Regions from separate parts of the Triticum aestivum genome. Here all the other regions are linked to region 3. The links are chromatin contacts, called in public Hi-C maps. All regions are on one chromosome and are shown on one strand. Each heading gives the region's core, a stretch centred on a gene start, on an enhancer-like site or on the middle of the called end of the contact. The rest is flanking DNA. Distances are from core to core; before and after follow the strand shown.

What was found. Hi-C and Micro-C count contacts between places; a contact is called where the count stands out from the background.
Region 1: a contact with region 3 is called in a Hi-C map of leaf, with 3 times the contacts expected there. The contact joins the promoter of LOC123045093 here to the promoter of LOC123045095 in region 3. A contact is called at or near these places in 2 of 5 Hi-C or Micro-C datasets (both in leaf).
Region 2: a Hi-C map of leaf shows a contact between it and region 3, with 4 times the contacts expected there. The contact joins the promoter of LOC123045096 here to the promoter of LOC123045095 in region 3. A contact is called at or near these places in 2 of 5 Hi-C or Micro-C datasets (both in leaf).

What each region holds. Positions count from the first base shown.
Region 1 is chr2B:393,374,378-393,378,859 of IWGSC CS RefSeq v2.1, reverse strand. LOC123045093 reads right to left here and starts at 1,446. Exons shown (of 3, transcript XM_044468027.1): 1 at 1,153-1,446; 2 at 1,018-1,058. The coding sequence starts at 1,225.
Region 2 is chr2B:394,199,262-394,203,619 of IWGSC CS RefSeq v2.1, reverse strand. It overlaps LOC123045096 (glutamyl-tRNA(Gln) amidotransferase subunit B, chloroplastic/mitochondrial), which reads left to right and starts at 2,229. Exons shown (of 10, transcript XR_006421053.1): 1 at 2,229-2,384; 2 at 3,267-3,951. LOC123045098 (YLP motif-containing protein 1) reads left to right here. Exons shown (of 5, transcript XM_044468032.1): 5 at 399-841. The coding sequence ends at 428.
Region 3 is chr2B:393,823,384-393,828,098 of IWGSC CS RefSeq v2.1, reverse strand. It overlaps LOC123045095 (suppressor of RPS4-RLD 1), which reads right to left and starts at 2,188. Exons shown (of 23, transcript XM_044468029.1): 1 at 1,969-2,188; 2 at 1,743-1,852; 3 at 486-1,069; 4 at 378-422; 5 at 191-292; 6 at 37-117. The coding sequence starts at 2,084.

The DNA of each region.
Region 1 (4,482 bases), core at 197-2,696, 450 kb after region 3:
TATAACGTATTCACTAGACCGGTATGATGTGCAAGACAAAGCCACAGAACCATTTCAGCTATCCAATATGGTGCATATCCATTGGCAGACAAGAAATTTGATGAACTCGTAGGCAACATGACTGCCAAGATTGTTTTGTCAAGACTAATTATACACTGCAATGAACAATTTTCATTATATCAAGAGCCACATCACTTTGTTACTAATTCAAGGTGTGAGCAGTTGGGTTCCAAGAGACTAGAATTTTTCACCTGTGTAGTAAATGTAGCTATTTGGCATCGCAAGCTCAGTCCATCAAGTTGGTAAGCAAACAACGGGCACATCCACTGGAATTATACACTAACTTAACAAGAGTCTTCCAGCTACCGCCCTCCCCCGTGGATCCTAATGATTAACTGGTACCATCCAGAACTAGTTTCAGACACAAGCATAGCATTGCTTGGTAGCAGACCAAAGCTGGTTAGGACATGCCACACTCTTAAAGCTGTCAGATTATATCTCATTGAACTACAAGTGTCTCTTACTTATCAAACAGCGACACACACTGTGAAGGTTGCAACTTTGCTTGGCAGAACTCAGGCAGACAAACAACTAGTAGTAACTTGTAATTCGCACGATATGCGATGAGAATACCCCCCAGATCTATGCCCGAAGGGCAATTTTGGTACAATTAACTTGTAATCTAGCATGCTAGTATGTCGATACGCTAGCTATAGTCCTGGCAGCCAAAAGTATATGATTCCCTTCGTTTCTCTAGGCGTAATTGACAAAAAAAAGCTCAAAATCCTACCGATAATCGCCGCACAAAAAAGAAAAAACCATCCACCCAGAGTCCTATCGAGAAATAGGCTACCAATCGTCGTTGCAACTGAAGAGGCACGCATCCCGTCCCAGTTAAAGGCGTAATTTCAACAAATTCCACAGATAACAGTTTCGTCTGCGGAAAAAAAAATCCCCAATCGCTAGAGAGGGTTAGATCGATTCGATCGATTGGATAGGCGGGATTAATCAGCGCACCTGGATGTTCATGGCCTTCTTGTTGGCCTCGAGCTGGCTCCCTGCGAAGGATCAGAAGAGAAAACACCAACAGGATCAGATCAGGAAGACCAACAAGATCTGACGACCAAGAGAAGGGGGAATTAGCTCCGTTACCCTTGCCGCCCTTCAGCTTCTCGAGGTTCCTCTCCCTCGCCATCTTGGACTTCTGCGCGTTGCCGCCGCCCATGGCTGTTGATTCCTCGACGAGACGAGACGAGACGATGCTTTTTCTGCTTCGGCGGAAATTTGGTGGGGAAGGCGAGAAGCAGGAGGCGGCTGCGTTTAATAGACGTGGAGGTGGGAGGTGGAGGCGGAAGCCGACGTTGGCGTCAATCAATCGCGGGCAACTTGCGCGTGCCAGTGTCCGTGTGGACCCCCGCTGAAGGAGGGCGTATCTGGACAGTCCGTTAGCTGCTCGTTCCGAGGTCTAGAACCATCTGTGAAAGTGGTGCTATGAACCGGGTCTAGAAATAGCTGTAAGAAAACTGGGTCTAGAAATAAAATTCAAAATGCTTTAACGAATCAATAAAAATCTGACGTCGGATTTTTAGAACTGGAAACAAACGTCTCCTGGCCCGTTGATTTCTGACAAAAATCTCACAGCTCCACCGGGACCAATATCATGGTGTGGTGTGGCAGAGATGAGCAGGTTGCGTCGTCCTCGGAGCGCTGGGGGCATGAGGGGGGAGGGGAGGAGACCACATCGCCGCCCCACGGATTGCACAGGTCGGGCGCGCCGACATCGTCGTGCCATCACTTCAACAAGCCAACATCGATCCCGTCATGTTCCGACCTGCGTCGTCACATCATATCATGCCGACGTCCACCATCCCAACCTGCTCCATCACGTCGCTTGACGTGAGGGCCCTGGCGTCACCTCATCGATTTGCCCCCGCCACGTCGGCTGGCTCAAGGAGTCAAGGGCTTAGACGTCATCACTTCATCGACCTACTCTGGGGGGGCTCCAACGTCGCCCCGCTGACCTGCTTCGTCATGTCAGCTGGACCAAAGGTTTCAACTCGCAACATCAACTGTGTTGTGTCGACACTTCATCAACCTACTCTAGGGGCTCCAACGTCACCCTGCCGACCCGCTTCGTCATGTCAGCTGGACCGGAGGCTTCAACTCGCAACGTCAACCGTGCTGTGTCGTCACTTCATCGACCTACTTTGGGAGCTCCAACTTCACCCCGACGACCTGCTTCATCATGTCAGCTGGACCGGAAGCTTCAACTCGCAGCGTCAACCGTGTTGTGTCGTCGCTTCGTCGAGGCGACCTCCTCACTCCGCCACATCGATGCCAACTTGGGGGCTGGGATCTCGTGTTGTCTCAAGGCTGGACAACGTCACTAACACCAAGAGCATAAAGCATCTAAGTAACTTTCATGCTTAATTTTTTTAAAATAATTTGTTTAGCTCGGTTAGGCATTATAAATGTGTTGAATAAAGATGTTTTTTCTTTGTTTGATTTGATCGTTCTAAAAAATTTACTCAAGTCCAGCTTCACCGACCTTAGGGGATGTTAAGGCCTTTACTTTAATCTGTGTCATAACGGCCTAAGTGTTTGCTTCCTCGGTCGTTCTGAAGTCTTTTTGTATTGCTCCTTTTTCTGTCGAGTGCTCGGCCAATAGACGACGTGCCTTGTGAAAGGATAGGTATGGTCGACTAGAAGGGGTGGGAGTTGAATAGGTGACTAACAATTTTAATCTCTTTTGCAAATTTTAGGCTAAACAAAATGATAGGTCATCTAGATATTCAACTAAGTGGACAATCTATATGATAAGCGGAATGAGCAACACAAGCTGACAAGAGTTAAATACAAGGTAGAAGCTAGCAACAAGGAGCGAGATAACCGCAAGTGGAGAAGAAGAAGACGATGTGTTTTCAAAGTTTTCGCCTTTGGGGGAGGTACGTCTCCATTGGTGGGGTGTGGAGGCACAATGCTCCCCAAGCGTCCCATAGACTCACCCTATTATCTTTACGCCCTCGCACAATGCAAGGTGTCGCAAATCCACTAGTAGCGCCCTTGGAGGTGGCAACCGGAACCTTTACAAACAAGGTTGGGGCTTTCTCCACAACTGTTGGAGTCAAATCTAGCACACCTTGGGTAGGGAGTCCCGAGCTGGTAGCCTTCGTATGATGCTAACATAGACACACGATTGACCCATGTCCGGGCTCTCCCGAAGAGACAATACCCTACGTCATGCTTTGATTGTATTGGTTTGGAGGGAGTGCAAGCAATTACACGCTGATCTACCGTGAGATTGTTTGTGTATGAGAATTGTCGTCTACGACCCCCACCCCTCGGCTTATATAGATATCAGGGGTACCTAGGGTTTACACATAGGTCGGTTACATCTAGGGGTAATCACGACGAAGACAACATCTAAGTCTTGGAGTATGTGCCAAGTCTTCGGAACCTTCCATCTTGGCTTTGCTTGGCCCGACGATCGGGACCCGCTAGACCCACCTGGTCGGGGACCAGCATGGAAAGCACCCCCTAGTCCAGGACACCATAGTAGTCCCTAAACTCGTCTTGAAGTGGAGGACTCTCATCGGTCCTTCCGAGTTCTTCTCCATTTTCAGTTATCGGTCTTGCAAGTTGGTTCTATAAGTTGTCCATGCCTTTTTCCGAAGTGATAAATTTTCACCGAGGAGGTATATTTTGTTGGGGAACGTTGCATAAAATAAAATATTCCCTACGTTCATCAAGATCAATCTATGAGTTCATCTAGCAACGAGAGAGAGGAGTGCATCTACATACCCTTGTAGATCGAGCGGAAGCGTTCAAGAGAACGAGGTTGAGGGAGTCGTACTCGTCATGATCCAAATCACCAGAGATCCTAGCGCCGAACGGACGGCACCTCCGCGTTCAACACACGTACAGTCAGCGTGACATCTCCTCCTTCTTGATCCAGCAAGGGGGAATGAGAGGTTGATGAAGATCCAGCAGCATGACGGCGTGGTGGTGGATGCAGCAGGGATCCGGCAGGGCTTCGCCAAGCGTCTGCGGAAGGGAGAGGAGTAGCAAGGGGGAAAGGGAGGCGCCAGGTGTCAGGGTTCGGCTGCCCTCCCACCCCCCCTCTTTATATAGGGACCCCAGGGGGGCGGCGCCCAAGGGGGGAAACTTGCCCCCCAAGGCAAGTGGAGGCGTCCCCTCCCCTAGGGTTCCCAACCCTAGGCATAGAGGGGGGCCCAGGGGGGCGCACCAGCCCATCAGGGGCTGGTCCCCCTCCCACTTCAGCCCATGGGGCCCTCCGGGATGGGTGGCCCCACCCGGTATAAAAGTGACCCCTGAAACTTTCCCGATGGCCGAAACTCGACTTCCCATATATAATTCTTTACCTTCGGACCATTCCGGAACTCCTCGTGACGTCCGGGATATCATCCTTGACTCCGAACAACTTTCGGTTTGCTGCATACTCATATCTCTATAACCCTAGCG
Region 2 (4,358 bases), core at 980-3,479, 380 kb before region 3:
AGGTTCTGCTTTGTCTAATTGGCTGAGATGTTGAGTTTATTTAGGATGAATAAAGGCATTGTTGTGCACCTTTTGTTCTTCCAGCGTTCTTATTCTGGTTGCTGGTTTCAGTTTTAGGTTTTGGTTACTTTAGTTTCCAGATTGTGTAGGCTTCTTATGGCAATGAAGCTTTGCAGTCTGTTACAGTAGTAAATTTGTTTTATCTATTAATATGTTTCAGCAGGGAACCCCCTTACTGTTTTCCGAGAAAAAAGTGAACAAATTGGAAAAGCAGCTAGGCATGGGTGCACATAATTCTAAGTTTTACATATATATAGCGTTTCCCACGCTCTTTACTTGTGTCCAGCATAATTATGTTTGGATATGTATGTACCAATCGATTTATTTCATTTCTTCAGGGTTATGTTGACAAGTATGTGAAGTTATAGTTGCATCCTTAAATTGGACTGGGCCAATCAGAAGAGACTTCCTTTGCAGTTGTAAAACTTGTGAAGAATACTGATTCAGGTGGCAAGCCGTGTATTTCTTGGAACATCTATTTGCATGAGAAAGTCCTTTAGCAAGAAGGTATTCTTGTAAGTACTGAGGGAACGTCTGTATTAGAATCACGTGTTTAAACATCAGTTCCATATTCGGTTAAGTTGCTGCCTAGTCCTGTTCTGTTGGTTGTAAAGCACTTTGTTGATATTTCTTTCCCTTTCCACCCAACACAGGGTAAGTGATAGGTCTGATAGCAGGATGATGTATTTTTCCTTGAGCTGGTTTCTCTAGAACATTCATTTTTGTAGTAATACTTAAGTGTGGACCAAGCCGTCATGCTTACCTTCATCAGATGATCTTACATGTTCTGGGTGCTGATAGTCTAGATTTAGTTTTTAAGATCAAGTACAAAAGGAACTGGTGGAAAGATTAAGCTTAAGTCCGAGCAATCAGAAGTGTTTCGTTTTGGGGGTCATGTTATTTTCTCAGGAGCTCAAGCCATGGTCTGGTCGAATTCACTTGGAGAAAATTAGCTAGCAAAGGTTTTGTAGTATCAAGCCTTTATTTAGATAGATATAGGGAAATACTCCCTCCGTTCTTTTTTATAAGACGTTTCAGACAGCTGAGATTGAACTGTTTTGGGCACTGTCTGAAATGTCTACAACGTCTTATAAAAGTGAACAGAGGAAGTAACTTATTTGCATTTATTGGTCTGTGTGGGGTGACCCTCCCTGAAGTTGATCTATTTGTTGGATTGAGCTATGCTTTCAAATATAAGAAGAGGATAATGGACTATATCTGATTGAAGCTTGGGAGATCTGATGATTCCCTAATCGTTTTAATTGTCCATCCCGATGTATTCATGTTTTTTTTGAAATGGTCACCTGCGGGGGTGGGGGACTCCCCACCTGAACATATTTCAAAACGGTTTAGAGTTTACAGAGGTCACGTATTGCGCGAAGAGAGGAAATCACGCCACAGACCGGCGCGTTCCATCGGTGTCTCCGTCTTGAGAGGGTGAGCCCATACAACATGATCATCAAGGATAGCTTTAACAGTGCTATCAGCATAAATCTCTAGATTTTGGAAGACTTTCTTGTTCCTAGCATCCTATGTGGCCACTTGTGCTTTGGGTGATCTACCCCAGCACCGTTAAGTAATACAAGCGTTGCTTGACGATGGCAACATGGCATGGATCGGTGTGTTGAAGAACTCGGCGGTAGGGTTGAACCGAGGGCGAATCCCGGAGCCGCTGGGCAGGTGAAGAACAGACGGTTGCGGTCCTCCATCGCATGGTCGCATCGCAGGCAGGTCCCGTAGCTGAGAAAAAGTACAATATTGTTCCCTAACCGTTTCAAAAGTCTGCAGAGCATAATACTGTGCAGAAAAATGTTTTAAATGTGAACATCAATGTGAATAAGTTGATATGGCAGAGTTCAGTTGAGCTCCCGACGTCTCCAGTTCCTTTGCCATGTATACTTGCACTGTCGTGTCAAGTATATTTCAAGTCTTTGCCAGTTTTTTTTTTTTTTGAGCTAAAAAAAAGTCTTTGCCAGTTAGAGCCTAGAGCAAGGCAGACAGGGATTTTTTTTTTGAGACAATGCAGACAGGGATTAATGGCCTCAGCTTCTCTCTCACTGGGCTGAGTTTGGCTGGGCTGGGCCTGCAGGGAGAGAGAAATGAATGGGTGGGTTGAAGTCTGGGGCCATCAGTCTGTTTTCCTTTCTCGGGGCCCAGCTCGCCCCCTGGTGGTGATTGATGATTAGTCTGGAAAGAAAAATCATCCTAAACAAGCCCTCTCCACTGCCTCTCCTTTCTCCCTTCCGCTGGCGCGCCTTGCTCTGCACCTCCCCGCCGTCTATCTCTGTCTACCGGCGGGCCTCCCCGCTGTCGCTGCTGCCGAGGTACAGCTCCCCTCCCCGCTCCCCCTTCCCCCTTCCCTAGCAATGGACTCGCTCGTATGCCAACTTTGTAATATCTCATCGGTTACTGGCGTAGTTTTCTACTACCTCGGTTCCTAAATATAAGTCTTTTTTAGAGATTCCACTACGGACTACATACGGAGTAAAATGAGTGAATCTACACTCTAAAACATGTCTATATACATCCATATGTTGTCCGTAGTGGAATATCTAAAAAGACTTATATTTAGATATTTCAATAACAACTACATACGGATGTATATAAACATATTTTAGAGTGTAGATTCACTCATTTTGCTTTGTATGTACTTCCTCCGTTTCTAAATATAAGCCTTTTTAGACATTTCAAATGGACTACAACATACGGATGTATGTAGACATATTTTAGAGTGTAGATTCACTCATTTTGCTTCGTATGTAGTCACTTGTTGGGATCTCTAAAAAGACTTATATTTGGGAACGGAGGGAGTAGTCCGTATTGAAATATCTGAAAGACTTATATTTAGGAACAGGGGGAGTACTACTCAGCAAATATTCCGACGATACCGCATTCGTACTAGGTTAAGTATTTCTGACTTCATGGTGGTTTTGTCTTTGGTAAAAGGCTCATAGATTAATTTCAGAGTTACCAGCAATCAAGTCTGGTACTGGGAAACAGTAGGATTGATTTTTCTGGGTCATCTGGACAGCAAGCATGGCTTGATTCATCTTTGGTGAGAATTGCCGTGAGAGGATTGGACCGATTTATCATTTGTGTAGCCACCTAAACTCAGTGAAAACAATGCCTGCTAAATTGTAAATTGGTTTTTCATGTTATCCTGAAATCTGTCTGTATTCAAGTTTTTTGTTCTCTTCCTATTGCAGGCTGTTTGTTGCCCATCCAGTAGATTGTGAATTGCAGTAGACGAGAGGCACATTGGCCACAATGGCTCTAACGCTCTTACGAGGGATCAGAACACAAACCTTATCTGGAGCAAATGCAGGGCTGTTCTGTACCACTCGACGTCCTCCGCTAGCCCACTTCACAGCTAGGGTGGAGAGTGTGCAGACTAGTGAGCCCAAATCAGTGCACAAATCAATTCAACAGGCTACCAAGGAGGCAGTGGAGCAGAAGACACACGGTTTTGAAGCGGTGATCGGCATTGAGACCCATGTTCAGCTCTCAACCATCACAAAGGCATTTTGCTCCTGCCCATACGACTATGGCTCCCAGCCAAACAGCACCGTTTGCCCCACCTGCATGGGCCACCCCGGGACATTGCCGGTTCTGAACGCAAAGGTTGTTGAATGTGCTGTCAAGCTAGGCCTCGCTCTCAACTGTGAGATTTCCATGACATCCAAGTTTGACAGAAAGCAGTACTTCTACCCAGATCTGCCCAAGGGATACCAGATTTCGCAGTTTGACATTCCGATTGCTGAGAAGGGTTACCTTGATTTGGATATTCCAATGGAGTTTGGTGGTGGTCACAGGCGATTTGGGGTCACGCGGGTTCATATGGAAGAAGATGCTGGCAAGCTGCTTCACTCTGAATCTGGGAGTTTTTCTCAGGTTTTCCTTGTTATTTCCTAACTAAGTACTCCCTCCGTCCGGAAATACTCGTCGGAGAAATGCATAAAAATGGATGTATCTAAAACTAAAATACGTCTAGATACATCCATTTCTCCGACAAGTATTTACGGACGGAGGGAGTACCTGTTTTCTGTTATATTTTATTCTCATTCTATTCTGCCATGCTCTGTGATATGGCCCTGGAATCATGGAAAAGTTGACATTCACCACAGCGCAACAGTACATTTCTAAACCGATGCATTCACAAAAGCTAAAGATGGGGAGTCGTGGAATTTACTTAAGAGACGAACTCTCTGACACATTGGACTATAACTAAGAAGATCAAGTAATACAGGGAATTGTGTTTCTTGTACATTTGATGCTAGAGGGGGCATATAATAAGAGGA
Region 3 (4,715 bases), core at 939-3,438:
TTAGTTTTGAAGTTTACACAAATATAGCAAGCTTGCCTCGACAAACTCTCCTAAAGCAGCGCGAGCTTGTCCCCGCCGCTTCCACGCCTCCCCAGCTGATGGATTTGATTGTATAGCCTGCCATTAGAGTAAGATCGTAAGGTCATTTCACACGGAAGTAAAGGGGAAGTTTTGAATTTAAAAGTTCTACCTTGGTGAAGTCAGAAATAGCAGAGTCCAGTTCTCTTTGAAATGCGTATGCTGTACCTCTCCCAATTAGTGCCTCTGGATAAGTTGGAGTTTCCCGCAGTATCTGCAAATGTAAATGCAGATTGTCAAGTTCCTTTTCTGATTAGAGAGAATAAGCAAGAAAAACTAATAATAGACCAAAACAACACCTGATCAAAAATGGATATTGCTTGGTCGTACCTTCCTTCGTTTACCTGAAAAGATGTAGCTCAGTGATAATGGTCAAAATATGAATAACGCAAGTCCATCTAAAATACCTGAGCAATGCCTCGCGAAAGTCGAAAATCCAAACTTATTGATTTGGATGATTTTGACACTTTTGTAGCAAACAGTGCTTGATCTAGTGTTATGGTTTCATCGGAACTTCTTCTCTCCTCCACATCTTCAGCCTGGCCATTTGTTTCTTTTTTAACTTTTGCTTTGTTTTTCTTATCTGTCTTTGGCTGTTTCTTGGGAGTTTGATGTGTCACTGTGGTGTCTTTTGCTGGACTGACAGAATCTTTATGGTCTTTACTGTTGTTCGGTAACAGTGCATCACTATTTGATGAAGATTTGGAATTTGCAGTGTTCTCTTCACAAACAACAGTTTTTGTATCAGTTGTAGCTGCAGTGAATGACGTGTTGATAAAACGATCTTCTGAGATAACAACTTTGGTATCACATGGTGATGCATCCACAACGTCTTCACACTCAACCGTCTCATAAATTTTAACAGAAGAAACTAATTCTTCCAATTCCAGCAACTGTTTCAGGTCAATTGTGTCACGGACAGCGATCTCATGTCCTTGCTCCCAAGCAACCAAAGCTTCCTCATTTTTCCCCAATGCGCACAGTGCCTTGCCTGATTAAAAATGATAATGATGTAAAAGCTAATGGTGAAATTTGCTTCAAAACAACGGTATCCATATGTAAAAGAAATAGAGATGATATCTTCGGAAGCTTCACTGGAAAAGAAAGATCAGGTGTTCTTTTGATCATTGGTGTACCTCGGACTCGGAGGCTTGGACGGTGGCATGGGAAGAGGTACAAAGAGGGGAGGCGCGGGGATGAAAAGGAAAGTAAATTGCAGAAAGAGAAAGTAGCATATGTAACACAAGGCTCACATCACATAAATTTTGTAACTACACCATGCTTGAATCAGCTGTGCATTAATGGCATCCGCGCCTCTACTGTTGTTTGACAAGTGTTGGAATACACTTAGGTCCTTTTCCTATGAGCAACAGTTTATTTTCTGAGATCGTAACTAGAAGCTTCGACTTACAGCAAAACAGAGACACGGGATGGATACACGCTCATAAAGCTACCATACTCTTCGGTTCATGGGGCATCATGAAATTACATAGGAAACAGTGAGTCCTAGGCATTCAGGTTGCGCTAACAAAACCTGATGGGCTATCAACACCCAAATACATCTAGCAGTGGCAGTTGATCCCCAAGGATAGATCAGGCAAGGCAAATCCACGACTGTACTGGGAGGAACGAGAGGATGCATAGGGGGCAGCGAGGGTCCCTACCTTTGAGGACATAGGCCTGGAGAAGCGCGGGGTCGAGCTGCAGCGCGCGGTCGCAGTCCTTGACGACGTGCTTGTGGAGCTCGAGCTGGAAGTAGCAGAAGGCCCGGTTGCTGCGAGGGGGGAGAAAGACAAATTCAGGATCGCCGAGTCATAACCCGTAACCCTGGACTGCTAGATCAGAGACCCCGTGGGGGCGGATCGGGGAGGTGAGGAAGCAGTAGTGTACCAGAGGTCGTGGATGGAGGAGGGGGAGCGGGCGAGGATGGAGTCGAGGAGGCGTATGGCCTTGGACCAGTTGCGGCCGCTGCAGAGGCGCGCGAGCTCCCCGCGGTCGGAGCCCATGGCGGCGGTGATCGGTCGCCGGAGGTGGTCAGGGTGGGGGAACGAGCGGATGAGAGGTGGAGGCGAGGATTTGAGAATTGAGGGGGGCCACCTCACTTGCTCTGAGTTCTGCGCGACTTTAGCGCGTGGACCCCTCTCTTTTTCGGATTTTCTGTTAGGGTTGTTACTGCTGAATTTTGCTTTGCTTCGGATCTTCTTTTATTTCGCTTTGATTTTCTCCCGCTCGAAATAGGCTTTCGCGCCGCTATATAGATATAGCAACGACCCGATACATTTGAGAATCCATTGCTGGGACAGACAGCACAAAGACGCCCAAAAGAAATAAAAAAGAAAGAAACAAAAATTAATAACAAAGAAGTCGGATCGACGAAAACGATGATGATCCATAGCCGCTGCGCCCTTCGGAGATTTCCACCACACTTCTAGCACTTCATACCACCGCATACCAAGCAACACCTTCAGAAAGGAACGCGGCGATGACGACCCTGCTGCATGGACTGGTCCTAGGGTTTCCCCCGGTACACAGAGGGGCATGGGTGAGGTGGATACCCGACGCCCTTCGGGAAGGAACAATGGCGCCCACCGGCGTCGTTGCGGTGCCGGCCAAGCCGATAGGGATTTCTCCCGGTCGCCACACACCAACCACCCCGACCGATCCATCGCGCTCCATCACACTTGCTGCCAACCACCATGCGCTACCACAGTCTTGAAGTCACCACCGTCGTCTCACCATGGAGTCCGAAGCGGGACCAACGGGTCCGAGAGGGAGCGGACGGGAACGAGGAGCAGCAACGTCAGTAGCCACGCGGGAGGGGACAACCTCCACCGCCATCGGCTGTCACCGACCGGACGCAGCAAGACGAGCAAACCAGACACATGGGTCCGACCGAGCTTGAAATGGCTCGTGAAGCTCCCGTCGCCGCACTGCAGTGGGCGCGCCGCCGTCTCCGCAACCCCCCGCACGAGCCGCACCTCGGTACGCCAGAGCCGTCGTAGGCGGAGCCGAGCCAAGCTCGCCCAGACCCATATGGGGCCCCAAAGGGACCAAATCTGGGCCGGGAGGGTGTCGCGCCGGCCGCCGTGCTAGCCCACCATCAAGTGACCACGCCACCGCCTCCTCACCACCCGGATTTGCGCCACCCGAGGGATTGCGCCATCACCGGAACCGTCGTTGCCCAAGGAGAACCGTCGCGCGCCCGCGATGGGAAGACCCTACCGCAGCCGCCGGAAGCCCGAAGCTAGGCCCTAGCCGCGGCACGCGCCGCCTGCCAGCCAGATCTGGCCGTCGCGAGGCGCACTCCACCGCCTGCGGCCATCCATGCAGCGTCGCGCCCGTCAGGAAATCGCACGCCGCCACACCGCAACGCCCTGCACCAGCACCGCGCCTGCACCCAACCAGGAGGTCGACGCCGCCCCATCGCACCGGAGGGAGATCGAGCCCCGACGCCACCGCTGGTCAGGCTTCGCCCGGTCGCACCCCTGCCGGCGGCGAGGAAGGAGGGAGGAGGAGGGGAGGCTCGCAGCGGGGGGGATCTGGATGCCCTCCCCAGTCGCCTCGCGGGTAGCGGCGCGGGAGGGTAGGGTTCGCCTCGCGGGGCTATCGATCTCACCTCGTGCAATTCCAATCGTGAGTGATTATTGGTCCATGTCTACCATATACGTAAGTTACCTCCTGCATTTTTAAAAAAAATACTATAAATCAGACATCGGATTTGTGTCAATTTCGAGCGAATGATGTGCCTCACGTCTGATCTACAAGCACGAATCACAACGCAGGGGTGTTGCCACACCATCTGACTGGAAAGTCGCTCAGCAAGCATCTTCATTTCTGTCTCCACCGGGGAGAGAGACAAGAGTAGCCCCCCAATGCCCGAGACATTTATCCATTTCTCGCGTCGATTCCGATGCACCGCCCATCTCTCGCCATCATCACGCGCGAACGCGAGCTGCTCTTCACTTCTGCATCCCTCTTCGACGTTGCTGAGGGCGGCGATGGGAAGAGGGGCACAACATTTGGTGCACAACATAAGTGCGAGGAGTGGCGGCGGCCTATGCGATGCGGTGAGGGCTAGCGGCTAATGTCGTGGTTCTAAGCCTGACAGTAGAGTGGGGGGTAGGTATGGAGAGGCAAGGTCCTAGCTATGGAGAGGTTGTAAGCACAAAGGATGTACGAGTTCAGGCCCTTCTCGGAAGAAGTAACAGCCCTACGTCTCGGAGCTCGGAGGCGGTCGAGTGGATTATGAATGTATGAATTACAAGGTGCCGAACCCCTCTGCCTGTGGAGGGGGGTGGCTTATATAGAGTGCGCCAGGACCCCAGCCAGCCCACGTAGGAGAGGGTTTAAGGTGAGTTAAGTCTGGGGCGTTACTGGTAACGCCCCACATAAAGTGCCTTTACTATCATAAAGTCTACTTGATTACAGGCCGTTGCAGTGCAGAGTGCCTCTTGACCTCCTGGTGGTCGAGTGAGTCTTCGTGGTCGAGTCCTTCAGACCAGTCGAGTGAGTCCTCATTGGTCGACTGGAAGGCGACCTCTTCTAAGGATGCCTTGGGGTAAGTTACTTGGATCAGGTCCATGACCCTACCCTAGGTACATAACCCCATCATTAGCCCCCGAATGGATTGAGGCTTC